Regions from separate parts of the Sus scrofa genome. Here region 2 is linked to region 1. Evidence: chromatin contacts called from public Hi-C data. All regions are on one chromosome and are shown on one strand. The core of a region is the stretch at or near the end of the contact, and the rest is flanking DNA. Distances in the headings are between cores, read along the strand shown.

Region 1 (6,997 bases), core at 74-2,573:
GCATAGGTTGCAAATGCAGCTAGGATCTGGCATTGTTGTGCTGTAGGCCAGCAGCTGCAACTCAATTCAACCCCAGCCCAGGGAACTTCCATATGCCACAGCTTCGGTCCTAAAAAGAAAAAGGTATATATTTTTCGGAATTTTTTTTCTGAGATAGCAGTTAAGAAAAAAGAATACAATGATGCTAATAAATTTCTAAATGCAGAATAAAAATGAAACAGAAGCTTAAACGGTAGAGTTTAATTTTTTGCTTCAACTTTCTCTGAGGGAATAAGGAGAAATATGAGGAGTGTCAACGAGATTGGGAGCTAGAAGAAAATGAAGTTTGAAACAATAGCTGTGGAGAATGGAAGAGGAAGCATTAGAGGAGTTCCCACCGTAGCCTAACGAATTGGAGGCGTCTTGGGAGCACTGGAACACAGGTTGGATCCCCAGTCCAGCACAGTGAATTAAAGATCCAATGTTTCCACAGGCGTGGCTTAGTTCGTTAGCTGCAGCTTGGATCTGAGCCCTGGCCTGGGTACTCCAAATGCCGTGGGGCCGCCAAAAAAGAGAGAAAAAAATACATATATGTACATACACACATACATATAACGAAAAAGCGGTACACACTAAAGATGCTATATGTAAAAAGAAAATGAGTATATATTAGCCCTGTTGAGTAAAAAAGTCATCTCTCAAGATAATTTACTTAAGCGGAAAGCAGAGTGAAGGACGCCAAACAAGCCCAATCCCCCCTCCCACCCTGTATTCTCTGCACCGGCTGTATTTGCAGAGCCTAGCACATCGCCCAGCACAAGCTGACGTTCAAACATTCGACTATTCAATAAATCCACTATCTCTGACGTTAAGGGAAGTCGAGGAGCCCTTTGCTTCAGATGAACCCCAAACACCGGTACTGGTCGCAGAAGCCGCCTGCTATTTCAATACGGACGGATGGGGGTGTCACTTTTCCAGAAGCAGCCAGTGGAGACAACAAACGTTATAAATGCTGCGCTCCCCGCCGGTCCACCCTCCTAGTTCGTCCCCGGCCCGGGGATGGAGGGGAAAACGCCTGGGGACCCCGCGCGGCGGGCGGGGAAGAAGGCCTCAAACCCTCGACTCGCCCGGCTCCCACGTTTCCCCCCTCCGACGGTTCGCCGCGCAGTGTTCTAAAGGGTCACCTACCCTCGTCCGCGTCATACATGTTGGCACACGACCCCGGAGCTCCCAATCCTCGAAGTGAAACGCAGGACACCGCCAGCAGCCACCGCCAGCAGGCTCCCCCCGGCCGCAGCGCCAGGCAAAGTGATTTCCGTTTCCGGCGCTCCCAGAATATCCTGCGGCTCCCGCGAAACCCCGCCCACAAAGAAGCCGCCGTAAGGTTTGCGCCTGCGCGAAAGTAGGCTAAGGCCTGCGAAAGGTTAGTGCTACACATGCGCAGTTTGGGGGTTGACTCTTCTGTGGCTGCCCCGCGGGGCCGCGTCACAGCTACCGAATGAAGTCTTGTTTTGCAATGTTGTTGCACAAATAGTAGCCCCTGGAGACAATAAGATTTGTTAATAAAAGGATGTAGTTGTGCTTTATTTTTTCAGTTGCAAAAACTTTAAAAAAAGTTTTGAAAAATGACTACTCTGTACATCAACTATACCTCAGCTTTGTTAAAGTTTAAAAAGTGCGATTTCTGGAGTTCCCGTCGTGGCTCAGTGGTTAACGAATCTGACTAGGAACCATGAGGTTGCAGGTTCGATCCCTGGCCTCGCTCATTGGGTTAAGGATCCAGCATTGTCGTGAGCTGTGGTGTAGGTCCCAGACGCGGCTCGGATCTGGCGTTGCTGTGGCCCTGGCGTAGGCCGGCAGCTACAGCTCCGATTCAACCCCTAGCCTGGGAACCTAATGGTAAAAAGACCAAAAAAAAAAAAAAAAAAAAGTGCGATTTCTGAGCTGCAGGCAGCAGCCGAAGCCCGACCAAAGCCTCACTCGCTGGCTGACCTAGCCAACCCCGCCGAGCCCGGACCTCCCGTGCCTTTAGCTCCGCCTTAGGTGGGTTCTCGGGCCTCAGCGGCTTCATCGCGAGATCTCACGAGATGCGATCGGGAGGAGGAGCCGAAGGGCGACGCTGACCAATGACAGCTCTCTGGTCGTCCCAGGCTTTTTCCGGTTTACCAAGCAGCTGGGGCCGCAGTGCGCGTGCAAACCCGTGGCCTGCGCTTGGCCCGCGCCCACGTGCCCATGCCGCCCGCGCGCCTCGCTCCTAGGCTGCTGTGCGGCCTCCTGCGAGGTGGCTCTCCCACGGCCAGGCGCCTTGGTCTCCGGGACGCGCTCCTGGCAAACCGGTGGCCCGCCCCTGGCCCGCGCCCGCGTTTCCATGCTGCCCACGCGCCTCGCTCCTAGGCTGCTGTGCGGCTTCCTGCAGGGAGCCTCTCCCACGGCCGCGCGCCTTGGTCTCCAGGACGCGCTCCTGGAGAGGAGATGTGCGGCCAGCCTTTCATCCCAGCGCCCGTGGGCCCTGGGCCGGGGGCGTTCTCGGTACCGGACTGCGACTGGGGGCAGCGAAGGAAGGGCCGACCTAGAGGAGAGTTTTCTGTTCCCCGAGTACATCCCGGAGCCGGAGCCCGCACCGACCCTCCAAGACCAGCTACGAGAGGTGCAGCAGCGGCAAGAAGAGAACGAACGACAGATGCAGCAGCGGCGGGAGGAGCGGCGCCAGCAGAAGCTCCGGGCCGCTCGGCGGGTGCAGCGGGCGCAGCCGGTCGTGGGGCACCCGGACCCGACGGTGGCACCCAGCGGCCTGAACTGTTCGGGATGCGGGGCGGAGCTGCACTGCCAGGACCCCGGCGTGCCCGGCTACCTGCCCAGCGAGAAGTTCCTCCGCGCGGCGGCGCAGGCGGACGGCGGGCTGGCGAGGACGGTGTGCCAGCGCTGCTGGTTGCTGGTGCACCACCGGCGCGCCCTACGCCTGCAGGTGAGTCCCGAGAAGTACCTGGAGCTCGTGAGCGCCGCGCTGCGGCGGCCCGAGCCCGCCCTGGTGTTATACATGGTGGACCTGCTGGATCTGCCCGACGCCCTGCTGCGCCACCTGCCCGCGCTCGTGGGCCCCAAGCAGCTGATCGTGCTGGGGAACAAGGTGGACCTGCTGCCCCAGGACGCCCCCGGATACCGGCAGCGCATCCGGGAGCGACTGTGGGACGACTGTGCCCGCGTCGGGCTCCTGCCGCCCCCTGGCTCCCGGAGGTCCCAACACCCCGGCCGGAAGCAGCCGCGGGACCAGGCGGAGAAGGCGAACCACTCGGCCAAGTCCCGCGCGGTGCTTAGGGACGTGCGGCTCATCAGCGCCAAGACTGGCTACGGAGTCGAAGAGTTGATCTCCGCGCTCCAGCGCTCCTGGCGCTACCGCGGCGACGTCTACCTGGTTGGCGCCACCAACGCTGGCAAGTCCACCCTCTTCAACACGCTCCTGGAGTCCGATTACTGCATCGCCAAGGGCGCTGAGGCTATCGACAGGGCCACCATCTCCGCTTGGCCTGGTGAGACTTAGGGCGCCGCCCACCCCCTTGGTTTTCCGAAAAGCGAGAGGTCTGATGGTGGTTAAGCACTTAGCACTCCTTCCTTCATGTCCACCAGAGGCTGGAGCCTCCCCTTTAAACCTCCCCTACCTACTTGGGTCCTATTTCTCTTCCCTGTCAGCTTAGCGCTTGGAAATTCGGTATATGTTGCACTAACTTTCCAACAAACATAGGGGAGTACGTCTGTGGTCTGGTCTCTCTGTAGACCAACCCGAAGACAACGCCCCGTGTACTCCCGGAGGTTTCCCTCGTAGCTTTAGTTCTTTGTATGTTGCTCTGTTTAATCCTTTTACTTTCTAAACCTCCCTCCTCTGCTCCGGTCTTGCTTGAGTTTATTCAGGAGATCTGTACACTGTGCACATTTAATATCTGAATAATTCACTAATGCAACGTGATGTGTGGCTTTGTTGAGGAAAATGTCAACTGTGTGATTTGGGGGAGATGTCTGTAGTCCTTGCAAAATGGATCCTTGTGTGACCCTGTTTGTATCTAGCAGTTGGCAAAATGAACTACTTGTTACTTTGAAACTAGGATTTAACTTTGCTTGATAAGCTGTACTTCTCTATCCTGTACGCTGGTTGATTGATACACAGAAGTACTTTTACACTAGTTAGTAGAATGTAGAAGATGGAAAAAGATTAGGCCTGTAGATGTGGGATTCAAATCCTGGCTGATCCTGTTAGCCAATCTCTGAGCCTGCTTTCTCATATGTAAAGTAAAGATAATTTTGGAGAGGGTTGTCATGAAAATGAATAGAAGTAATCACAGTACACAAGGTGGGGTACACCCTCATAAATTGTTTCTTCTGTTTTCTTGTATGATGTTTATAACAACATATTTATTCTTTGCTGTTTCAGGTACTACATTAAACCTTCTAAAGTTTCCTATTTGCAACCCAACTCCTTACAGAATGTTTCAAAGGCAAAAAAGGCTTAAAAGAGATGCAGTTGAAGCAGAAGAAGATCTTAGTCAGCAAGAACAAAATCAACTTAATCTCTTAAAAAAGCATGGTTATGTAGTAGGTAAGCATATTCTATAGGGAAACTCTTGTTGGGTCCATATTAAATTTTTTTGTTGAACAGCCTGAACTACTGCTCTCTGTGACTGGCCACGTTTGTGGGGAGAGACCACTTGCTCATTTCAGAATGCAGAGGCCCTTTAGAGGCAAGGCTACTCTTTGGAAAATCAAGATAGTACGTGCTTGGAGAAATCCAGTAAAGACCTGGCCATTGTTAGTAGTAGAGGCATTTCCCCTCAAATCTGGCCCCACCTTGCAGACTGGTACAGGCTGTTGAGCTGTGGCGGCTTTAACTGCATTATCACCTTCTCCTTGGTATCTTTTTTCAGCTTTTCTCTCCTAACATCAGTTTGGTTTCCTGCACTCTTCCCCTCCACAACTCCCTCCCCCCCAGTGTGCACAGCCAGCCACACACACTTGATCATTACAAGACTCTGACTCCCACTGACTTTAGAAATAAAGCAGAACTATCGTTGTAACCCCACTTCCATATATGAAGTTCCTCTTATGACTTGTTCCAGGCAAACATAAGAATTGTCTCAAGTCCAAAGCTGTAAAGGAGTAACTCCTGACTTCAGTATACTTGTTCTAGGGAGAGTTGGAAGGACCTTCTCATGCTCAGAACAGAAGGAGGAAGCTGCCTTTGAGTTCGATGCCAATTCTCTTGCCTTTGACATGGGCGATGATCCTGTTATGGTTGCTGATAAACCCACCAGACGCATAGAACTGACCCCACAAGATGTGAAAGATGCCCGCTGGTTTTATGACACCCCCGGAATTACCAAAGACAACTGTGTATGTATTTAATGTCTTCTAGAAACACGGACTTTCAGTTATGAGGGCGCTGGCTTAACTGGCCGAAAAAGAGGTCTTCCTTAGACGTGGTTCTGACTCATTGAAGACTGCTGCTCCCTAGAAGGCTTGATGGAGAGAACACACTTTCTTTTTTCTTTTTTTTCTTTTTCGTTTTTTTTTGGTTCTTTAGGTCTGCACCTGCAGCCCCCTGAAGTTCCCAGGCTAGGGATCAAATTGGTGGTACAGCTACCAGCCTACACCACAGCCACAGCAACACCAGATCCAAGCCTCATCTGCAACCTTACCACAGCTCACAGCAATGCTAGGTCCTTCACCCGTTAAGCAAAGCCAGGCATTGAACCTGCGTCTTCACTGATACTAGTCGGATTCGTTAACACTGAGCCATGACAGGAACTCCCTTCAAAGAACACATGCTTCTGACATTCTCCCGATTGTATTTGCAGGAAAACAAACCTCTGCTTAATATTATTTTGTTACAAATGTATAGAATTTTTGAGATGTAATTGAGAGAACACACTTTCTATCTTGGAATTGATCCTCAGTACTTTCCAGATTTGACAGAATTTGGAGACTACTGCCGTTCATACCCCTGTAGTTATTTTGCCATTACTCAGGATTAAGTTCTGAAACAAGAGTATAGCCAGCTGTACACTGATTCATTTAACCAGAAAAAAATAAATTTTTATGAAGCAAATTCTGAAATACATACTTCGAAGCCTGTAATTAAATTTTAATTGTAACGTTATCTTACAAGTAAATCACAACATATCATATGTTCATTGAAAGTAATTCTCTAAAAAATCTGTTCTTTGCTTTACAGATTTTAAATCTTCTAACAGAAAAAGAAGTAAATATTGTTTTGCCAACACAGGCCATTGTTCCAAGAACTTTTGTGCTTCAACCAGGAATGGTTCTATTTTTGGGTGCTATAGGCCGCATAGATTTTCTGCAGGTAAGGAAATTCTGTATTACTGAAAAATGATTTATTATTGGCATTACTTTAAGGAAGCGGATCTGTGGTAAAAGCTGGGAACTTGGTCACAACTACGTGGGGACTGATCTACCATTCTTGTGTGTGTGTTTGTGTGTGTGTGTGTTTGAAAATGTCCATAATAAAAACTTGGGATAATGTCACAAAAAACAGAGAACATAGTGGCCCTGTGCTACTGTTTTATGGGGAAATTTTTTTCTTTAAATCATACCTTGTAATGTACTGGTTTAGCAAGTTTTTCGTTCTGCAAAATAAATTCCATCTTTCTCTCTCAAGGGAAACCAATCAGCTTGGTTTACAGTTGTGGCTTCCAACTTCCTTCCCGTGCACATCACTTCCTTGGACAAGGCAGATACTGTGTATAAGAAGCACGCGGGTCACACCTTACTCAAGGTGAGGGGACAGGCTTTCATGGTTGCACAGTCAGCTTAACACACCCTGCAACAGTCCCACAGCCCTGAAAGCTTTGGTAGGACAGACCCATCCTTGTCACACACAGTCAGCTGGCTCTCCCCTGACCTGTTCTCCTTGAGCATTGTGGCTTTAAAGGGAGGTGGGCTCTTATTTTTGGCCATGCTCTCAGCATTCAAAAGTTCCCGGGCCAGGGATGTGACACACGCCACAGCC
Region 2 (6,708 bases), core at 537-3,036, 73 kb before region 1:
TATACCTTTTTCCATGAGGATTTTTCCCTTAATGAGTAAATTCAACTTGGGAGTTCCTGTCATGGCTCAGCAATAATGAACCCAACTAGTATCCATGAGGACATGGGTTTGATCCCTGGCCTTGCTCGGTGGGATAAGGATCCGGCGTTGCCATGAGCTGTGGTGTAGGTTGCAGATGCAGCTCGGATCCCGTGTTGCTGTGGCTGTGGTGTAGGCCAGCAGCTACAGCTCTGATTTGACCCCTAGCCTGGGAACCTCCAAATGCCACAGGTGCAGCCCTAAAAAGACCAAAAAAAAAAAAAGAATAAATTCATGTAGGCAGAAGGAGAAGCTGGTGCTCTAATTACAGGGGATGATTATTAATAAGTAGATGACATTTTTCTTTGGATCCCCCCCTTATTATAGGAATTAAAGCTCTCACCAGCTCAGTTTTTCCATGATCACTATGTTCCAGAAAGATCCGTCCTTTAGTCCCCTTCTGAACATGCCCTGGGACATCGGGAAAGCACTGTCTGTCAGGTGCTGACTCTGTGGAGTACCTGTTACTCTGCATTATTGTTGTGTAGGTTCAAATGCTTTTGCTTATTTAAAAAAAAAAAAAAACTACTCAGAACTGTGTATAAATGAGCTGATCTCCGCTCCTGAGATCAAGACCTCGCCAAGCGTCTCCCAGGACCTTGCTTGCTTTATCTCTTGAGTTTCTTTTCCTTAGGTGTCGATGCAGCTGATTTACAGGCTCAGAGGCCGTGGTCCTTTTCCACGTTTCCTCCTCTTTACAGGCAGAGCAGGTGTCCGCCCCCTTGTGTACAGGCCTCACCTTTGAAGCCCCCAGCTTCCTGAAGGGGTCACACTGTCGCTGGCAATTCCCTGAGAATATACCAAGAGCGCGGCTCAGGATGTGTAAACCACAGCTCCCAAGTCAATTTCAGGAAAATCGAGGACATTTTCTTCTCCAAGTTTATAAAGAATGAGTTTCCTTCTTTTATGCATGGCTACTCTGAAGAGACGCCAAGTCTAAAACCCCAGCTGCTGCTCTGTGAGGAAATTAGTTTCCTTAAAGAGAAGTAAAATGTCCAAGGTTAAAGAGAAGGATAAAATGTCCAAGGCTGGAGCTGAGGGCCACCCAGGTGTGTGTGTGTGTGTGTGTGTTAGTGGGGGGACTTTCCTAGCAGACTTTGTATGTGGCTGCTGCCCCCAGCCCTCATAGAGATGCAGCAGTGTCACCTTTAAACCCAGTCTCCTATGGAAACCATGAAAACCCCTCGTTTGGGTTTTTTCCTGTGTTGTAAAAGAAATTAACTCAAGGAGGAGCTCTCTTGTGGTGCAGTGAGTGGGTTAAGGCTCCGACCTTGTCACTGAGGTGACTCAGGTTTCATCCCTGACCCAAGAACTTCCAGGTGCTTCAGGTGTGGCCAAAAAAAAAAAAACAACTCAAAGAAAACAAACTCAAAAAGAAGGAAAGAACCGCTAATTATAGAAAAATAATCAGGGCCTAAAAATAATCAGTGTGTCACAGTAAAGCTCTGTGATCAGATCAGTACAAGTAAGAGCGCAAGATTGTCTCCTGCCCCAGGGCCCACATGACCTGCTCTCCACTCGGTGGAAGAGCTTTGCTTCACCTGATCCTGTTTCTCAGAGCTCACACCCATCAGGGTGATGAGAGCGAGCTCGACTTGCCTCACCCCTGAAAAGAGCAAAACCCTTCTGCCTGGTCCCGGGTTCCCCGGAAGTCCCCTCCTCCGCAGATCGGAGGGACACGCCCATTTCCCCGATTTTCTGAGCAGAGTTACTTGGCGAGTCTGAGCCTCTCCAAGGGTCCAGCCCTTCCAAGCTCAGCCGGCCCTTTGCACCCACATCCCGCTCCTTGTGTTCACAGAGCAGCCAAGGCAATAAGCAGACCAGACACGGACAAGGATTAGCCACAGGGTGGGAGCAGGGGCTGTGCCAGCCTGAGCCTAAGCAGGCTGGAAATGCAAGCTGCGGACCAACAGCGCTCTCGTCTGCTGGGAGGAAGGCTCACACAGCAGAGCTAAACCAAGGGGAACAGCCTAGCGCTTTCGGTCCCTGAGATCCCAGAGGACAGGAAATAGCCAGAGGGCACACAAAGGAGGGAGAACCCTGAGCGAGAACAGGGGGCCGTTCTGCGCCGCTGATTAATGTCTGGACTATCTGCCAGGGACGCGACCATAACCTCCGAGTGAGTGACGGCGCCCGCCCGAGGCAGAGGCGTACCCGGGAGGATGCCAGCTCGAGCTGGGCCCGCCCCGCCCTGGGTCCCCTCGTAGCTCATCCGGCGGCGGGCCTCAAAGCCCAGTCACACGTGTCTCAGCAGAGAGGCCCTGAGGCGAGGGGTGCAGATCGAGGGGACTTTACTGGACACAGGCTGGACCGTGGCACCCCATTTCTGGTTGGATTCTGAAGGCAGGCGGGGCGTGGACCAGATGCTGTGCTTTTGAGCAACAGAAAAGCGCCCAGAAGGAAAACTGTTGAGTCTGGGAGCTGGCACCGCAGGGCTGCTGACCTGCTGACGGATGAGGGAGAGTCAGACCCTCCCCGCGCTCCCCAGGGGCCAATGCCTGATGGTGGCCATCAGGAAGTGTTGTTGGTGGGTTTCTCCACCCCTTGCTGCTCACCCCAGCTGGGTACCTCCTGCTCAGTGCTAGCACCTCCCAGGGTCCCCCTGCCCCAGACCCGGCAACACCCGGGAGCCTCATTTCTCCTTCTCTCTTATTTTCCACCTCTGTGTCTTTCTCACCATCGGAACATCTCAGGCTCTGAAGCCATGATTCCAGTGACTGGTTCTCCCTGGGGAGTTGAGAATAATTTCCAGCTTCAACTTCCACCTCCCCAACCTTACTAGACCCACAGGCAACTCTGGAGGTGCAGCCCCGCCTGGGTGCTGGGCCCCCACTCCGCATGGCGCACAGCAGCCTTCCAGACACTGTCCCTCCTAGAGCCTCTTGTTTCTGTGGACGTCCCTCTGCCAAAGGCTTCCCAACCCCATCACCTTCCAGAGACTGAACACTTTCTGTTTGACAACACCTCATCTGAAAGGCTGACCCTGCACTGGCAGTTCCACAGGTGGCTTGGGAGCAGTCCACCTGGCCTGGTCTCCTGGGGCCCTACAGCTCATCTCCTCCATGGATAGTGGAGTGCAGGGCCTGGCTGGTTCTCTGACACTAAAGCCCCTGGGGAGCACGCTGCCTGGAGCCCGTGCTGCCCAGTGCATGCGGGGTAGCAGAGGTTGGCCCCATGGCAGGTCTTTCCTGGCCTCCCGGGGACTCAGGCTGCAGACTTCAGCTTTCAGAAATGTTCCAGGCACAGGCTGAGCAAGCCCAGCCCCCTGGAGCCGAAGGCCACTTGGCTGTCCCTCACACCCAGGGTTCAGTAACAATGCCGTTCTGTGGAACTGGCCAGACTGCAAGTCCTGTTAAGGGACTAAGCTCAGCAGATGGGTGAGCTTCTCCTCGTAGCTCGCAGCTGAGACCAGGGGACACTTCCAACACCTGAGAATTTCAAGCCCTGGGTGCATGTGGGGGAGCAGGAGCTCAAGGATGGAGTGTCTCAGGAGCTCACTCGGGGATTTCCAGGAAGCCCAAAATCAGTGCAATAAGTGCCCCTGGTGGAAACACTCCCCCCACCCCCGCACACCCCCCCCCCCCAGTTGTGTGCTTGCAGAATAGGAAAAAGTGACCCAACATTTTAACACTTTGGGTTTAAGGTGAGTCCTAGTCCAGATAGCACAGGCCCATGGAACGTGGGGGAAATGTTTGTAAGGCTCTGCTGGCGTGAGAACAAGATATGTAACTGGGGAGTCTCCCTTCTTAAAGGTGCCCTGAATAAAGTCAGTTTTTCCGTACACTCAAACCAAACCAAAGTGTAGCCTGCTAATTGAACTTGGTGGCCATGGATCAGGCTGGGGTTATGATGGCAGTTGCATGTTCCAGCTCATGATATGCTCACCTCCCTGGGCAACGCTGCCCACGCAGCCCAGGTTAGCTCAGCCACCATGGCTCCTGGGGTGAGCCCTTCCCTGTACATCTGGGCTTGGTCTGAAATACTTCGTGGATTTACTTTAGCTGATGCTGGGTTCCTCTGAGAATGCCCCAGCCCCCATGGACCAGAATCACCTGTGGGGGGACCCTTGGCCTGAAGTCAGACCCCATTGTTCACATCCTCCCATCTCGTGCTGGACCTTTACGGGTTAGGGGAAGAATCAGACATCATCAAGTACGAGGTCGGGTTGCAAGGAGCAAATAGTAAGGGTTTCGATGTCTCTTTTTGTCCATGCCCGCAACATGTGGAAGTTCTGGGGACAGGAATCGAACCTCTGCCACAGCAGAGACAACGCTGACTGACTCCTTAATCTGCTGCACCACAGGAGAGCTCCTATGGGGGTTCCCACTATGGTGCAGCAGGATCCGAGGTGTCTCTGCAGCATCAGATAACGCAGGACAGGTCACAGCTGCAGCTCGGGTCTGACCCCTGGCCCAGGAACTCCACGTGCCTCAGGGCAGCCAAAAAAGAATTAAAAAGAACTCCCACGACTTGCTGTCTGTGTTCCATGGTCAGGTCAAACTGGTGATAACTTTGAGCCATTGTAGGATTCACAGTCACGGACATCTGAATGTGTGGTGTAACACAGACACTATAGGAAACATTGGCTAGTGCTGTCTGGAAAGACTTTGAGCATCAGAATGCAGCCAGAATGGGGTCTCATTAACCAGAGGTAACAGGAGTCAGCAGGAGTTGAGGGCTCGTGTGCGCTGTCACCAGGGCTGTGTGGTGCTGGCTGGCCGGCCAGCCTCCAGGGGACTCACTGTCCCTGCTTGTAAGTGGCTGGTGGCTGAGCGATGTCTTAGCTGTCTGCTCCTCTGTTCTCCTCTGCTGGGGGGACAGGCTGGTGGCTGCAGCCAGCTGAGCTGATGGAATTCCTGGAGAGCCAGCCAGCGCTGTGTCCCTTCCACACCAAGGACCCCCCAGCCTGCCCAGGGATATAGTGTAAACCAGGCAGCAGGCGTCTGCGGGCGTCTCCCTTCTACCCGGGTCCAGCACCCCTCATCGCCCAGGGCAACTCCCCGTTCTCCTGCCAGTGCCTTCTCTGCTGGCAGCCCTGCATAGCCGGAGGCCTGGACTCCCTCCCTCCCTGCAGCTTCCTGTGCCAGTGTGGCTCTCCCTGCAAAACTGTGGGGCCTGCCCATCCCTCTCTGTCCATCGCATCACCTACCACCTTGTCTTAGGCTCCCAGGCCCCACCTGTGCCTATCCTGCTGCACAGCCTCCAGAGTCCTCTCCCGAGACGCCCCAAGTCACGCACCTCCAGTACCAGGGGCCCCCTTCCACCCTCCACCGCACGGTCCCTCCACGGCCTCCTGTGGGACTGTGGGCTCAGTTCCCATAAGGTCAGCTGCTGTACCCCCACCTCCCAGTGTCCCTGAGTGACTTGGTCTTGGCAGATGGCTCTGCCCTTAATTAGCCCACAGTTCCTGCTTCCCCTTCTTTAATATCAGGAAGCTTCCATGTGTTTCATCTGCTTCCCTCTTGGGGCCGTAGTGCCTTCCTACTATTCTTTGCCCGTCTTGTACTTTTGTTCAGGGCTTTTCCCCTCGGTGTGTTATTGGAATCCATTGTGGAGGTTTGGCCAAGTTGTCTGAACTCTTGATCTCCTTATGTGGTGTGTCACTGCATTCTCAGGTCCTCCTTTTTTGGTATGAATGCACATACTCTCTCTGAACTATTTTAGGAGCCAGCATCTTGAGGGAAGAGGAGTGTAGTTGGCAAATCCTTTATAACTGGGAGGAGTCTTATACTCAACTATGGTGTCCACATGCATTGAGTGAGAGCTACAGTCTGAGTGTGGAACCCAGCACATTCCAGAAACCCTGGGCTTAGGCTGATCTGTGGGGTGAGAGCTGCAGAACCAGGCAGGAAAGCCTCCCAGCCTGGTGGATGTCAGCGGCACCACGTAATTGCACTCTAGGGCACATTCGTGATGGGCACGTGTACTTCCAACCCAAAGAGAAAATTCCCAGACCCGCCTGGTTCCTTATTCTGTAAATGTGGGTGGACAAGGACCCAGAGCCAAGCGGTCTCTCCCCCAGAGTGCTCTGGGGTTTTTGTTTTTATTTTTTTAGTGATAACATGGTGAGGACATCCCAGGTCATATCTGAGGAGTGTTCTGTAAGAGAGGAGGAAATTGTTCACATATTTCTTTTACATTATCCCATGCTTTTTTATAGGATAACAGATTTTAACTCTGTCTTCTCTGCTACAGCGTCAAGTCAGATGAGCTTGAATGAATTAAGATTCAGAATTCTTCCCTTTTCAGGCCTTTTCCTCATATGACATTTGTGTGTTTTGTAAGACCTTCCCTTCCTCAGAATCAGACTGAAACAGCCCAAATTGAAACCCACTCATCCATGACTCTTGCTTTGCTGTATCTTCAGTGACTCCTCAGAACATAGCTATCTCTAGTTTATAATGGAATATTGCTGAAGTCATCTGTTCTCTGTGGGTCATTTGTCTAGAACTTAATTAAAAGTGGCTGAAGGGGAGGAGTGGGCTTAGGTGGCGACTCTGTTGGAGACTCCTGACTCCTCTGGGCACTTGGAAGGTGACACTGAGTCATTGAGCTAAACTTTAGTTTTCTTCCAAACTCGGAACCCCCGTCCCCCTTGCCTTGCCGCCAGTCATCTAGGGTCTGGCGCGC

Evidence for each region. A called contact is a pair of places that touch in the nucleus more often than the background predicts.
Region 2: a Hi-C map of liver shows a contact between it and region 1, with 2.2 times the contacts expected there. The contact joins the enhancer-like site here to the promoter of POLR2B in region 1. A contact is called at or near these places in 1 of 5 promoter capture datasets (fetal skeletal muscle), 3 of 47 Hi-C or Micro-C datasets (heart right ventricle, liver and skeletal muscle) and 1 of 2 datasets of contacts at active chromatin or transcription factors (skeletal muscle).

What each region holds. Positions count from the first base shown.
Region 1 is chr8:56,227,056-56,234,052 of Sscrofa11.1, reverse strand. It overlaps POLR2B (DNA-directed RNA polymerase II subunit RPB2), which reads right to left and starts at 1,323. Exons shown (of 25, transcript XM_003129037.5): 1 at 1,168-1,323. The coding sequence starts at 1,186. It overlaps LOC100621115 (nitric oxide-associated protein 1-like), which reads left to right and starts at 1,871. Exons shown (of 7, transcript XR_002346682.1): 1 at 1,871-3,506; 2 at 4,403-4,567; 3 at 5,156-5,358; 4 at 6,200-6,331; 5 at 6,647-6,763.
Region 2 is chr8:56,300,604-56,307,311 of Sscrofa11.1, reverse strand. The region is part of intron 1 of IGFBP7 (insulin like growth factor binding protein 7); the gene reads left to right. Among named protein-coding and RNA genes, the nearest start is that of IGFBP7, 54 kb to the left of the region's middle. Within about 2 kb of position 1,786, at least 40 of the 83 cell types and tissues checked have an H3K27ac peak or open chromatin away from gene starts, as enhancers often do. A contact at or near this core is called in liver and skeletal muscle, where this site is marked.